2 separate regions of the Pan troglodytes genome follow, and region 1 is linked to region 2. The links are chromatin contacts, called in public Hi-C maps. All regions are on one chromosome and are shown on one strand. The core of a region is the stretch at or near the end of the contact, and the rest is flanking DNA. Distances in the headings are between cores, read along the strand shown.

Region 1 (7,606 bases), core at 5,051-7,550, 340 kb before region 2:
CTTCAGCTAATTCAGAGGCCCAGATAATGGGGCAGGAGGCCCTTGTGCCTGCAGTTATTGATATCATTTTGTTATTTTTTCATTACCATTACTAGCAGCATCAGTGGGCCCCGCAGGTGCTTAGGAGGGCCAGAGTCCAGGGGTTCCCAGGTTGGGGGTCAGGTTGGGCACTGCCTGAGGGGGGGCTCCGTTCCCTCAGCTGCCACCGCCACTATTGCTGAGGGCTGGAACTTCGCCCCACAGCCCCCAAGGAGATCCAGATTTATAAGCCTGCAGGCGGAGTGTTCACTGGGGCTGCTGACTCGGGCACTTTGCAGCACTGGCTTCGCTGTCACCAATGGTTTTGGGGATTGGGAGGTTCCTGACTTTCTGCTGACCTTCCTGTACCCCAGCCCCTCAGCTCCTCTGCTCAGGCCTGACTGCCCCCTCCCCCACTCCATGTGCATCCAAAGAAGATTTCCCCTTCTGGGCACCTGGGGAGTCTGCTGGAGCCTTCATTCTGGCATTGGAGGCCGCTGGGCACAGATCCCATGCGGGAGGACGCTGTGCACATTGCTTATCTTCTCTGAGCCTCAGTTGCCAGGGGGAAGATGGCGATGATGAGGATGGTGACTGTACCGTGGGCTCAGCTGTGTGCCAAGTCCTTTCTGATCCCCTTGATGGGTGCTGGTGGGTGGGGGTGGCATGTGGCCCTGGGGCTGCAGCCAGGAGCCACTGGACCTGCCAGTCTAGGGAGGGTGGGGCTGGTACAATAACCAACACCTGCTGAGCCCTCACCTTGGGCAAGGTGTAGTGCTGAGGGCCGACTGGCTGTGACTGCACCTCACCAGGCGCCTCTGGGGTGGGCACCATGATGGCCCCAAGTCAAAGCTCACATGCTGGGTGGGGCCAAGCAGGGAATTTTTTTTTTTTTTTTGACAAAGTCTTGCTCTGTTACCCAGGCTGGAGTGCAGTGGCGTGACCTTGGCTCACTGCAATCTCCGCTTCCCAGGTTCAAGTGATTCTCGTGCCTCAGCCTCCTGGCAGTAGCTGGGATTACAAGTGACTGCCACCACGTCCAGCTAATTTTTGTATTTTTAGTAGAGACGGGGTTTCGCCATGTTGGCCAGGCTGGTCTCAAACTCCTGACCTCAAGTGTTCCGTCCGCCTCAGCCTCCCACAGTGCTGGGATTACAGGATGAGCCATCACGCCCAGTCCCCCAACAGGGACCTGAACTTGCTAGGCTTGGCTGACTCAGGGCACGGGTACTTTCTCGCAGAGGTGCCACATGGGTACCTAGTCTCTGTGACATCTCTAGCTGCCTTGGTTTTTTCCACTGCACCCTGTTGCAGGGTTGGGTGAGGATTCCTGGGGGTGAAGTGTGCCACCAGCCCAGAGTCAGTGTCAGTTGCCCCTCGAGGGTTGTGGTCCAAACTGGAGGAGCCCTCTTGATACCTTCGAAAGTTTGGAATCTCCAGTGTTTGAGGATGGGACGCATCTGATGTTGTCCCTGGGGGCAGCGCCCTCCCACCCCTCTGCTAGCAGGAGGCCCTCTCATCTTGCCTCAGCCCCTTTCAAGGCTGATGGGATGAGCAGCTCCTTGCCCCTGTTGGCTTGAGTCCCCTAGAGCTGCAGTGCACAGTTATCCAAGTTGTGCACTGCACAGTCCTAGAGGCACCGTTCAGATCATAGACATGGCAGATTTTCCAAAGTTAGAACAATTTTCTTTCTTTTTTTCTTTTTTTTTTTTTTTGAGATGGAGTCTCGCTCTGTGGCCCAGGCTGGAGTGCAGTGGCGCGATCTCGGCTCACTGCAAGCTCCGCCTCCCAGGTTCAGGCCGTTCTCCTGCCTCAGCCTCCCGAGTAGCTGGGACTACAGGTGCCTGCAAACACACCCGGCTAATTTTTTGTATTTTTAGCAGAGACGGGTTTCACCATGTTAGCCAGGACAGTCTCGATCTCCTGACCTCATGATCTGCCCGCCTCGGCCTCCCAAAGTGCTGGAATTACAGGCGTGAGCCACCGCGCCCGGCCAACAATTTTCTTAAAGATGGGAGTAAAGTGGAAGCAAGGGTGCCTTTTCATAATTCTCACAGAGATGCCACATGGCTCAGAATCATTTCTACTTTGGGAAAATGACACCTCAAATCTGGGGAACTCCCACTCATCTTTCTAAGTCCTGCTCCCATGACCCCTGCCTGGGAAGCCTCTAGCCTCTATGTTGGAGTCACTGCCCACTTCCCTACCCAGGGTCCCTCAGTCCCTTCAAACCCCATGCCAGGCTGTGAGCTCCTGGGGTCAGTGACGGCTGCATCGAATTGGTAGGCCACCCACCCCTGGCCTTACCCTTTGCCCAAGGAGAGAGTTCATGGGCATCCCACGAGGTCCAGCCTTGGTGCTAACCAGGAGGCCCTATGAGACTTGCTAGGCAGCTGGAGCTGGGAGGGCCAGCCAAGCTCCACCTCCTCCCCACCATTTTATTTTATTATTGATTTATTTTTGAGACGGAATCTCACCCTGTTGCCCAGGCTGGAGTGCAGTGGCGTGATTTCAGCTCATTGCAACCTCCACCTCCTGGGTTCAAGCGATTCTCATGCCTCAGCCTCCCAAGTAGCTGGGATTTACAGGTGCATGCCGCAACGCCCAGCTAAATTTTTTTTTTTTTTTGAGATGGAGTCTCGCTCTTGTTTCCCAGGCTGGAGTGTAATGGCGCAATCTCGGCTCACTGCAACCTCTGCCTCCCAGATTCAAGTGATTCTCGTGCCTCAGCCTCCCAAGTAGCTGGGATTATAGGTGTGTGCTACCACACCCAGCTAATTTTTGTATTTTTAGTAGAGACGAGATTTCACCATGTTGGTCAGGCTGGTCTCGAACTCCTGATCTCAAGTGATTCTCCAGTCTTGGCCTCCCAAAGTGCTGGGATTACAGGCATGAGCCACCACACCCAGCCAATGCCTGGCTAATTTTTATATTTTTAGTAGAGACGGGGTTTTGCCATGTGGCCCAGGCTGGTCTTGATCTCCTGGCCTCAAGTGATCCACCAGCCTTGGCATCCCAAAGTCCTAGGATTACAAGTGTGAGTCACTGCACTCGGCCCATCTACCCCCATTTTACAGATAGGAACGCCAAGGCTCAGAGCAGTGAAGGCCTTGCTCAGGGCCCCACAGAGAGTTAGGCACCTGGGCCTTCAGACCCCCCACTGAGGCTGGGCACACCTGCATCCCACCGCATGGTGAGAAGGCAGTCAAAGTTGGCAAAGAAGGTGGCGCTGTGGACAAAGAGGTGGAGTTCTCCAGGCCACCACTCCCCCATCCATGGCCTGGAAGTCATTTCCATCACAGCCAGGGTGCCACTCCTTAGAGACTGATGATTTGGTGGAGCAGAAGGGATCCAGGCTTAGGGTCTGGGGACCAGCGTGAAGACCCTGTCTGCGGCTGCCTGGACCCAAAGTGACCCCCGATCTTGCCTGCCTGGTCCCCCATTGCCAGCCCCCTGCCATCGGGTCCACTTTATCCTTCTGAGATTTATTCTCGGGCTGCAGAGCCTGGAAATAATTTGCTGACAGAGCCCCGTCCCGGCAGGTGCTTTAATTGGTTTTGTGGGAGCAGGCCTATTTAGAGGGAAACAAAAATTATGGTGCTGCTGCCCGTCTTTTCTCTGTAATGGGGGCTTCGGAGTGTTGGGGGTGGGGAGGAAAAGGTGGCTGTGTGGAAAGCAGAGACCCTGGTTTTTCTCTGGGGGCGCAGGTGCTGGGGCCTGGGTGTCCTGGGCCGGGGGCAGTGGAACCAGGCCACCCACTCTGGCCCTGGCTCAGCCTCAGCCTCAGGGCAGGGCAGCTTCTCATCCTTACAGTGCTGAGGGCAAGAGGAGGCCTGGGGACAAAGGGGCCAGGGCAGGGCCAGGGCAGGCAGGGCTCCAGTTCCCAGACTCCATCTTTCTGAAGGAGGCCCTCGCCCTTGCCGGGTGCGCACTTTCTAAAACACAAATCAGGTGGGTCACTCCTTAGCTCCAGCCCCTTCCATGGCTCCCCATTGTCCTCAGAATGAAGCCAGCTTCCTTAGCTTGGCACTCAGCGTCGCTCGAGGCCCAACTGACCTCTGGTGACCTCTCCAGCCACTTCGTCCTTCACTCCTATCTTCGCCCACCCCCTCCCAATGGTCTTTAGTCTTCCCTGGTGGGCTCCTGTGTGTCCCACTCTATGCTAACTCCACAATTGTCCATGATCAAGGAGAGCTTTGTTGCCTCATTATACAGATGAGGAAAAGAAGGCTCAGAAAGGTTAAGACACCTCCTGGAGGTCACACAGCAGGGCACGGACTTGAACCCAGGTCTGGCTGGCATACAAGCCCACACTTAACTAGTAAGTTATAGGTGGAACTAGCCAAGCTCCCTCTAAGCCCCATGCTTTCCCTTGAAATGCCCCTCCCTACATTTTTCCGCTGGCAAACTCCTACTCATCCTTCAAAGCCCGCTTGATATCACTTCCTTGAGAATCCTTGCTTGACTGACTACTCCCACCTCTAATCTCTCCTCTGGGCTTCCCCAAGGCCCAGCCAAGCCTTTCAGCTCAGCTCTAATCTCTGGGTTTGTCATTTTCTGTGTCAGTGTCTGTCTCTTCCACTTCCTCCCTCACCCCGGACTGGGAAATCCAGCGGAATTGTTACTCATCCTACAGGGTGAAAGTTGCAGCCCTGGAAACTCTGATAGGTCCAAGATCCTGGGACCTGGGCTCTCGTCTTACCTGCTGTATTGAGCAGCCTAGGCCATAGCTGCTCTGTGCAACCCCGAGCAAGGCCCTGTGCCTCGGCGGACTGAGTCTATAAAATGGGAGGGTCAGCCTAGAGGCATCTGACACTTGGGAACTCTGAGGGCCAGATGTGGGCTGGAATCTCACACCATGTGACCCATGTGAGTGTGACTCACATGATGTATGTGTGAGTGGGTAGCCACGCCCCATGTCAGGGTGGGTCACGTCACCATTGCTGATGCCCGGCCCAACCAGGGATCCAGGTGCTGGCCATGGACTGGGCTAGGAGGCCTGGGCAGAGCGGAGAAGTAATTACGCTGGAGTCAGGGCTGGAATCTCAGCTCTGCCACTCACCTGCTTTGTGTGAGCTCGGGTAGGCCTGACCTCGCAGAGCCTCAGCTTCATCTGTAGAACCATGGGAACAATAATGCAGTCATGCGCCAGAGAAGGACGCTTCGGTCATCAAGGGACTGCATGTACGACAGTGGTCCCATAAGATCATAACGCCGTATTTCTCCTGTACCGGTTCTATGTGTAGATACACAAATACTTCCCACTGTGCCACGGTTGCCTACAGCATTCGGTCCAAAGACAGGCGGCACCTGAGTGTAGCCCAAGGGCAAGAGCCCGGTGTGTAGGGGCCGCACCATCTCGGCTGGCGTAAATCCACTCTATGCTCTTCGCAGCTGATGCATTTCTCAGAATGCATCCCTGTTGTTAAGGACACAGGACTGTCCTGCCACCCCACAGGGCTGATTTGCTGAGGGTCACAGGAGAGATTCTCACGGCTGGCCCGGAGCATGAGCTCCAGGGCCCTCACTGTTGTCATCTGCACAAGTGTTAAGTGCCACGTCCCCGCTGGGCCCGGTAGGCAGTGGTGGGCGGTGACTGAAGGATCCAGTCTAGACAGACAACCATGTTAATTCGCAGAGCTCAGGCCAGGACAGTGGGGCGGTGAGGGCCTTGGTTTCTGGGGTTTACGGTGGGGTTAGAGGCTGGGTCTCCAAGGGCCTCTTTCCCTGGTGTGTGATTTTTCAAAGAATCCAGGACAGAGTTAAACAGGCAGGTGCAGTCCCTGAGGACAGATGGCAGGATGTGGCTGGGGGGTTCAGAGGAGAGCTGGGGGCTGGGTGGAGTGAGAGGGGCAGAGCTCTAGGGATGAGTGGGTGGTGCTGGGAGACGAGCAGGGTCAGAGATCTGGAGAGGGGCGGAAAGAGGTTGCAGGCCTGGTTCAGCTGCCCCAATTCCACATAAAAACGGTCAGGGCTCGGTCCTCGGCCTCAGTTTCCCCCTCTGTAAATGTGGAAATGGCCCCTCCCTGTGGTGGCGCGGGGGACGGGGCCTCAGCTCCCCGGGCTCAGGAGATACCGCCTGGACCCGGGCAGCTTAAACACCCCTTCCCCTTCCACGAGGACCGAGTCCGAGGCCTGAGCCGGGCCGGGCTGTCTGCTGCAGGGCGGCGTCGAGACTTGGGGTGGGAGCCCCCGGAGGAGGAAGAGACGAACCGGGAGCCAGAGGGAGCCGGGTACACCGCGGGACTCACGGGGCGCCCCGGGGCCGGGAATCTAGCTACGGAATCCGGTCCGTAGGTGGCGCCGCGAGGCTGCAGTTGGGTTTCCGTCGCCCAGGCCGAGGGTGGTGCGGAGCCGGGACCCGCGGGGCTTCTGCGTCCCGCGTGGCCGTTCCCACCGCCGTCGGTCCGCGGAGATCCCAGGTGTTTTTAGGGCACCCAGGTTCGCACCCCGTTGGGCCAAGACCGAGAGCGACGCGCGGGCACCGGACGGGGTGCGAACCCGGGGCGGACGGGCACCCTTCCCCACCCCCTACTCCCGATCCCCGCAGCTGCCACCACTGGGCCTCGGCTGCGAAGGCTCCAGAAACGGGCCCCCCGTACCCTCGGGCCTTCCCAGCCGCGCGGGCGTGCGAGGGAGCCGAGGTCCGGGAGGCCGCTGGGGCGGGGGCCCCGGCGTGGAAGGATCGCGCTCTGGGCTGTGTCCGCCGGGCGTGTGCGTGCGCGGAGGCCGTGGGCGCGGCCGGCAGGGGACCCTTCCTTTGTTCTCGCACTTCCTTCTCTGCGGGCCCGGGTCAGGGAGGACGCAAGGCCCAGGCTGCGAGCTGTGCCCGTGGGGACGCAAGCGACGGTGGGTAGGGACAGGCAGGCGCCCCTTCCTCCCGCTCAGCATCCAGCCTTCGGGCTCCCTGGCTGCTTTCCCGAGGGCAGCCTTGGCTGGGAAATGTCACCCTCCCCGGGGGAAGGAAGGGGAGCCGCGTGTGCGCGTCTTTCATGCGTCCTCCTGAGAGCACGCCGCGCCCGGAGAAAGCCCTTTGATCCCCTCGCTATCTTTTCTTTTTCTTTTCTTTCTTCTTTTTTCTTTTTTTGAGACGGAGTCTCGCTCTGTTGCCCAGGCTGCAGTGCAGTGGCACGATTTCGGCTCACTGCAACCTCCGCCTCCCGGGTTCAAGCGATTGTCCTGCCTCAGCCTCCCGAGTAGCTGGGATTACAGGCGCCTGCCACCACGCCCAACTAATTTTGTATTTTTAGTAGAGACAGGGTTTCACCATGTTGGCCAGACTTGTCTCAAACTCCTGGCCTCAGATGATCCGCCCACCTTGACCTCCCAAAGTGCTGGAATTACAGGCGTGAGCCACCGCGCCCGGACCCCCTCGCTATCGTGGATGCGGAACCTGCTCCAAGTCGCGCAGCTGGAAAGGGGCATCGGAGCCTCTGGGGGACGTCCCTGACTCGAGGCCGGGCCGATTTAGGGGGTGGAGGGTCGGATCGACTTCCCCCAAACCAGCCACCCCAGGGAGCCCCTGGAGGGGGCGAGCTGCCTGTGCCTGGAGGTGGGGACCATAGGTCCTTCCCAGCCCAAGGGCTCC
Region 2 (7,056 bases), core at 1,330-3,829:
TAAATCCCCATTGCTAATTAGCCTCATCCTCATGACTGATTAGTCAAGATTATGAGTCTAGAAGGAGGGCAGAGAGGAGTCCTAATAGTGAGTCACAGGATTATTGAATTTTACAGCTGGAAGGAATCTTAGAATTTAAGGCATCTTTCAGTTAGAATTCTGTAGTTTTGCATCCTCAGCGTTGGAGAATTATGAAAGGTTGACCGCTTGCTCCTGCACCTTTTGGCAAAAATGCTTAAGAATTTGGTGACAGCTTTAAAAAACAAATTAAGAATAAAGAAAAAACCCAATCAATGACGATTATAAGTAACCCATAATGGGGGCTTCAAAGAAGAATTGGAAACTTGACATATCAATGGGGTATAGAAGAGCAGAGAATATTAATGAACATGAAGGGGGTTCTTCTTTGGAGGTAAGTAAGCAGAGTGGATTTTTTGGAACTCCCTCCTCAGCAGCTGTGCAGTTTGTAAGGATTTTAGCTTGCCTAACTGTAAGCTTAGCTATTAGCTTTGCAGTGGGGAGTATTTAAAAGTACACACAACATATGAAGGAAAGAACCTGGAACCGAGTAGCCTGCTTCATTCCAAGAATCCATCTGGCATTTAAAGAACTGCTTGTCCTACATTAAACCCTGCAGAGTTAGAGCCATTTTTCATATCCTCATACCCCTATTTTTGGTTTCAGGTAAGACAGCTTACTGAGTTTGGAGAAGGAACAAAGAGACTTTTCCGAACCACCGAACCAAAGGACTCATCTAGGGTGAGCTCAATGAATCTAGAATCGGGAACACACATTGCAGCCCCTTTTTGGGAAATCAGCTTAAGAGAAATCTCGTCTCCACAAGAGGCGGAGGTCCATATTCCAAAATAATGTGAGCCTTCAGTTATTTGTAGGTAGAATTCAATGGAAGAAGGGGTGTTATAGATACGAAAAATCGTGGCTGGCTTTACCAACATTAAATGACTCGTGGTGGTGGGGTAAGTTGACAAGTGAAATCCAGTCTCTTCCTAAACATATGTATCTTTGTAATGAAGAGCTCGTTTTTGCAGCTTCAGTACATCTGGAGGCATCGAATAGCAAACGCTGCCAAAGGAGTAGTCCCTGGATTATCAGCAGTTGCAGAGTGTGTAAAGTGTTGTAAACCTTGAAATTAGTCCTGGACTGAAGGCACTTTCCCTCCTCCCAGACTCGCTTCTCTCTGACACATTTCCCCTTTCAATGGAAAGTCTATGGCACTCAGGTCCACTCAGCTCAGACTTCAAGTATGTGAGACCACAGGTTCCCACCTTAACTGGTCACCCATTGAGGGACAGCGCAAGGCCCCGGTGCTGGCGCCAACGCTCAGCTGCGCCCTCTCGGTTACCATGGCGACCGCAGGCGGGGCGAGGCCCCCACTCACCGCTTCCCCGCCTCTGCCCAGAACCTTTCGAACGCTCCAATTGGGACAACCCTTTCTTGCCTCTGTCCCGCCCCATTCGGCTCTAAGCGCTTTGCGATTGGCCCGGGACGAGCGGCCTGGTACCCAGAGGGCACCACCTCCTGACAGGAAGAGCGGGAAAGTGCACCAGGAGCTGTCCGAGGCGTGAAGCTCACAGGCGCGGCGGGGGAGCACACGGTTGGCTTTGCAGCGAGTTGCCCACTGTCCCATACAGAACCCCCCGCTCCCATGACTGCCAAAAGCATGGAGCAGGAGTCGGGGTGCGGGCACAGCGTTTGTGGGCCGGCCCGGTCTATCCCGGGGGGCTAGGACGCGACGAGGTTGGAGCGAGGATCCGGCGGCACACTCCGGAGCGCGGGGTATCAGAGGACAGAGGGAACGGGCCGGGCCCCGGGGGCGGTGCCGGCGGCGGCGGCGGGAGGCGCAGAGCCCAATGAGCGCGCGCACCGCCCCGGGGGCGGGGTCTGAGGAGCGCTCCCCCGCCCTTGCCAGCCCCCGCCCCTCCCCCCGGCGCGGGGCCGCAGTGAGTGAGTGGCACTGGCAGCCTGTCAATCCCTCGGCCCAGCGGCCTTCCAGCCCGGTCCGCGGCGGCTGCTGGCTGGGTGCGCGGCTCCGGCGGCGGCGGCGACTTCTCCCGCCCTATCCATCGGCTGTCCGCCCGGCGCGCGGCCCGCCGGGGCCCTCCTCCGGGCTCAGCGCCCCCGCCGCCTCTGCCCGCCCGCTCCCAAACTTTCCTCCTCCGCCCCCCCTCGCTCCCCGCGGCCCGCCCGCAGGCCTCCTCCTCCGCCGCCGCCCGCCGCCGCCGCTGCCTCCCCCGGGGCCGCCGGGGCTCGGATCCCGCCTGGCTGAGGCGGCGGCGGCGGCGGCCGAGGAGGGCAGTGCGCAGGCTGGCGCGGGGGGCGGCGGGCGTCCCGGCAACTCGGCGGGCGCTGAGGAGCAAGTTGCGCGGGGCCGCCCGGCGGGGCGCGCGGCGGCGAGGAGGCGGCGCGGCGGCCGCGTGAGGGCAGCGGGCGCCGCCGCCTGCGCCTCCGCCACCGCCGCGGAGCCCGGCGCTTCCGCCCGCCGCTTCTCCTCAGCCTCGGCGGCGGCGGAAGCCGGAGCCGGGCGCCCGTCCTCATCGCCTCAGCCGCGGGCCCTGCCGGCCGGGCCGCCCCCTCCCCGCGCGGGCGGGGAGCGCGCGGCCGCCTCCCCCTCCCCCTCCCCCTCTTTCTTCTCCTCCCTCGTCGCAGCCGCCGCCGCCGCCGCCGCCGCCTCAGCCTTCGCCTCAGCCGCCGCCCGCTCCCGCCCGCGCGCGGCGGGATGGACGATCAATCCAGGATGCTGCAGACTCTGGCCGGGGTGAACCTGGCTGGCCACTCGGTGCAGGGGGGCATGGCCCTGCCGCCTCCCCCGCACGGCCACGAAGGGGCGGACGGCGACGGCAGGAAGCAGGACATCGGCGACATCCTCCACCAGATCATGACCATCACCGACCAGAGCTTGGACGAGGCGCAAGCAAAGTTGGTGTCGTCTCATTAAGCATCTTTTGTGTGTGTGCGGGAGCCGGGCCCGCGGCCGAGTCGAGGCCCGGGGTGGCGCCCGGGGCCAGGGCCGCAGCCCCCGGCGGGGAACTTTCTCCGAAAGCCGGCCGCCCGCCCCGGCCTCGGGGGGACTTGCCCGCGCCCCCCGAAGCGGGCGGGAGTCGGCAAAGTTGCTCTGGGGGGCTCGGGACGGACTCGGTGCGGCGCGGATTCCGTGGCGTCCTTTCCCCCGTCCTGCCCCTCGCAGCCCGGCCCCCTCCCACCGATTTAAACCTCCCGCCCCGACCCCGTGCGGGCCGCGCCGCCGGGAAGTGTAACTTTCTCCTCCGGCCGGGAGTCCCGGCGCCGGCTCCTGTGGCCGCGGGACGACCTCGCGATGCGGGCGGCCACCCGGGCCCGGCGCGGGGCGATGGGCGGTTCCCTGGCGGGTCCGGGTGCGGACGGCCAAGTTCTCGGAGAGAGAGGGCCGCCTTGCAAACTTTGCCGAGCTGTCACCCTCCCGCTGGCCGCAGTCCGCCGGCCGGCAGCGTCGCGCCGGCTCCCTCTGCACAGGAGCGGACGCGGGAGCCCCTCCGCACCCGTCCCCTCCCCCGGGTCGCCTTCGCCTGCCCCCGGGGCGAGGCTCCCCGCGCGGGTTCGCGTCGCGTCTGCAGTGGCCGAGGCTGCTGCCTGCCGGGCAGATGGGTCCGCCTCGTTCCGGCTGCAGCTTTCGTCGCCGGGGCTTGCTGGCTGTCGGGAACTAGTCAACTGGAGTTTTTGTTGACTTCCCACGGTTCAAAAGGGCCTTCCAGAATGGGGGGCTGGAATTAAATCTTGGGTCTAACTTAAAGGAAGGCGCCATATTATTCCATAGGTGATGCTAATACCTTTGTGTTTCGTTATTTGTTTTTTAGGAAACATGCCCTGAACTGTCACAGAATGAAACCAGCGCTCTTCAGCGTCCTGTGTGAGATCAAAGAGAAAACAGGTAAGACGCTGCGCCCCGCAGTGGGCCTGGAGACCCCCGAGGTGGGGGTCGGAGCTACTCCTTCGACTCTCCAGTTGAGAGCTGCTGCTTTTGGGCACCGCCATCTTTGATCATTCTCTCCTTCCCACGTCCTGATCTTGAGAAAAAACTGCAATAAATCTGGAGTCGATTTCTCAGTTCTGCTCCTGGTGTAAAATGAAGTGTAGGTGCGGACCGGGCTGGATCGCCGTCCCTCGGCGGCCGCCCCTGGCTGCAGGCAGGGAGGGGGCCCGGAGCGCCAGCCGCCCTCTTCCCTCTCCTTTCGCCTTGTTTGTGTGTCAGTTTTTAAAAGGAGCAACGGGAGACTGGATGCCAGGACCGAGTCCCCGGGAGAAGCATCGCCCGAACTTTGTTTTACTTAGACAGTCTTAAGCTTCAGCTGCACGGATAGAAGAATAGATGCAATTGAACAGACCCCAGTAGCATGCTTGAATTAGTGTTTTAGGTGGGAAGACTACTTTAGAGAATCGAGGAAGGGTAATGATGTGTAGACACATACGATGTATTACATCTGTTAATACTTGTATTATTTTGTATTCTGAAGTCATTACACTTGTAACTGTGCTTAATATATAAAGTATAAAAAGGTCGACAGATGCAGGTTAAACAATTTTGAAGTGTCCAAGTCAGGGAATATATAAGAAGATAGGTTTTGCAGAAGTGCTGGAATGAAAACTACAGGTACATATTTGGCAAATTTTTGGCAATTCGTTTCAGTTTAACTTTCTTGTCAGACTTTATTAATTGAAGGTCTTTCAGTCTTGACGTGAGGTAACTGCTCAAACTGAAGCAGAGATTTGGATGTTTTAGTTTGTATTTGGCATTATCTTCCCTGTATGTGGCAAACAAGTACATTAAACAAGCTCTACTGTTTATTTTTTTCCTGTTCTTTTCTTTCTTTTTTTTTTTTTTTTGGTGTGTGTTGGATGTATGGTATTTTAAAGTTGCCATTTTGAAAGTTGAGGCAAAGGAGAAAAAGTTGAAGTCCAGGATATAGCACTATCCAAGGGAGGCTGTTTAGAAGGTTACATGTGATTGTGTTTAAATTGAGTGTACAAATAGCACAGTGCAAATAATTGTTAGGTTGATAGGCGAGTCAGCCTTCTTTGAAACAGGTTTTTCGCTTTGCAATACTATTCTGATCCTAAAAGTAATCAAGAAAAGATGATGAGTTATTGCTGTCTATTAAATATATATGCTAAACCATAATAAGCAGCAAATAATAAGGGAGGCCAAAGAGTACTTTTCCTGGTTTTCATTCCATATTATGGCTGGTTTCTTAATGCTCAGTGATCCTTTCTTGAATTACTAACTTTTATTTTGTGTTGATTTTTAGCTACCTTTAGAAAGCGTTTTGATTTAAAGCAGTAGATAATTTTTATCTGACTGTAAAATAAGACATCTAGCATTCAGTCTTGAAGATTCTTAGTTTAGAAGCTTAAAAGTATGCAATTCTCAGTAAATTCTGATGCTTAATGTCCAAGGGTTTTCCTGCTATCAGGGCTCCACTTCAGTTTCTGCTGACAGCCAAGCACTGGGGTATTGACTATGTTGTGAATATTAAGATTGATTCGACTTTATACAGCCTTATATTACTAGGGAGAGGGGATGGATACTTATCGCTTCTCATCCCCTTCTCATTATTTGTATTTATTTATTTATTTTTGCCTTTTTAAAGTTTTGGCCTAGCTAGCTTGAGAACTAAACCCAGCAAACTGCTTTTCATGTTGAGACATTTAGCAGCAGGCAGAATTCAATTAGGAAGCATAAGTCCTTTAGTTGCTTATTTGCACAGGACTTAGTTACACCATTCTGAAAGGAAAGTATAGTCAACCACATGTCAAAGGTGAGTTACGAAAAAGAAACAAATCTTTTCAAAGTCTGGGATTACTGGCAGAGAGAGCTTTGGTAGGGCTATTGCTATTTAAAAACCAAGAGGCAGCTGACAAAAGAAATTTTTGTGTTTTAAAATTGTTTCTGGGGCTTTCAGTGATAACTTGTAAATTAGATTCTCTTTTTGTGCTTTGGCCAGTGGATCCACATTTGCACGTTATCTCTTTTGTAAAAAGCCAACAGCCGACAAAGAGTAAAGGCGGCTGTCTGGGTAGAGGCATCTTCCTGCCAGCCTCTCTAAGCTCGAGAGGGATGGGATTTAAGTACTGAGTGATTGATGGGGGTGAAGCTCTTTCTCTTCTTTCCATTCTCCCCTACTACCCATAGCTTCACCTCACTCCCCAAAACTAGTCTTAGAATGAGACAGGGACTCAGAATCCTCAATTTGAAATAAAACAGCTGTGTAGACATTAGTGTTACCAAAGCAAAGAAAGCGGGGCTGCAAATTCCAAGCCCCCCAACTCCTGCTTCCATAGTCGGTCATGCTTTAGAAACATGAACTTATAAAAGAAACATTGTAGAATATATGTATATTGCATAAATATTTTTTAAAAATCATTTTATTTAATCTAATAATACCTAAAAATTAATTCTTTGTAATTTAGAGAAAGTTTACCTAGTCATTTATGAATAGAAACCAGCAACATTATGTTGATGACTCTATTCTGCTTAATGGGGGGTTGAGGGTGAACTGTCATTTCAGTGGATAATGTCATTTCAGTTGTGCTTTTCTTCTAAAACAAAACAAAATCATTTAAAAAAAAATCTGTTTATTTGTAGCTCTGCCAGTGGATTTTGAGGTTTCTGATCAGGCAGTGAACACTGCCAGTTCTTATGCACATGGGGGATTTAGTTTAGAAAACATCTGTTTCCCCCTCTACCATATATGAAAAGGTATTTTTCCCTTCTGACAGATAAATGGGTAATCTACTACAATTATATTATTTTCTTGTTGAGAGGTAAGGAAAGTATACTTCTACTATAAGATGCTGCTTTTTCTTGAGAATGTATTCTTTCGTAAAATTGATCACACCATTATTTTTGGGCAGAAATGTCTCTCATTGTTGAATTGTGATATTTGTGCATTTTGAGAGCACCCCAAAAGTTGTAGGCTTTAAAATAAAAATAGTTGTTTATTTTAAACCAAGTAACCAGTGAGATTATTGTTGATATGTTAAGATTTTTCTCCTGATTTTTAA

Evidence for each region. Hi-C and Micro-C count contacts between places; a contact is called where the count stands out from the background.
Region 1: a contact with region 2 is called in a Hi-C map of stem cell-derived neural progenitor cells, with 3 times the contacts expected there. The contact joins the enhancer-like site here to the promoter of PBX3 in region 2. A contact is called at or near these places in 1 of 7 Hi-C or Micro-C datasets (stem cell-derived neural progenitor cells) and 1 of 1 datasets of contacts at active chromatin or transcription factors (stem cell-derived excitatory neurons).

What each region holds. Positions count from the first base shown.
Region 1 is chr11:13,044,640-13,052,245 of NHGRI_mPanTro3-v2.0_pri, reverse strand. No RefSeq gene overlaps it. Among named protein-coding and RNA genes, the nearest start is that of GAPVD1, 150 kb to the left of the region's middle. Within about 2 kb of position 6,300, at least 9 of the 24 cell types and tissues checked have an H3K27ac peak or open chromatin away from gene starts, as enhancers often do. A contact at or near this core is called in stem cell-derived neural progenitor cells, where this site is marked.
Region 2 is chr11:12,704,638-12,711,693 of NHGRI_mPanTro3-v2.0_pri, reverse strand. PBX3 (PBX homeobox 3) reads left to right here and starts at 2,579. Exons shown (of 9, transcript XM_016961669.4): 1 at 2,579-2,937; 2 at 3,852-3,925. The coding sequence starts at 2,738.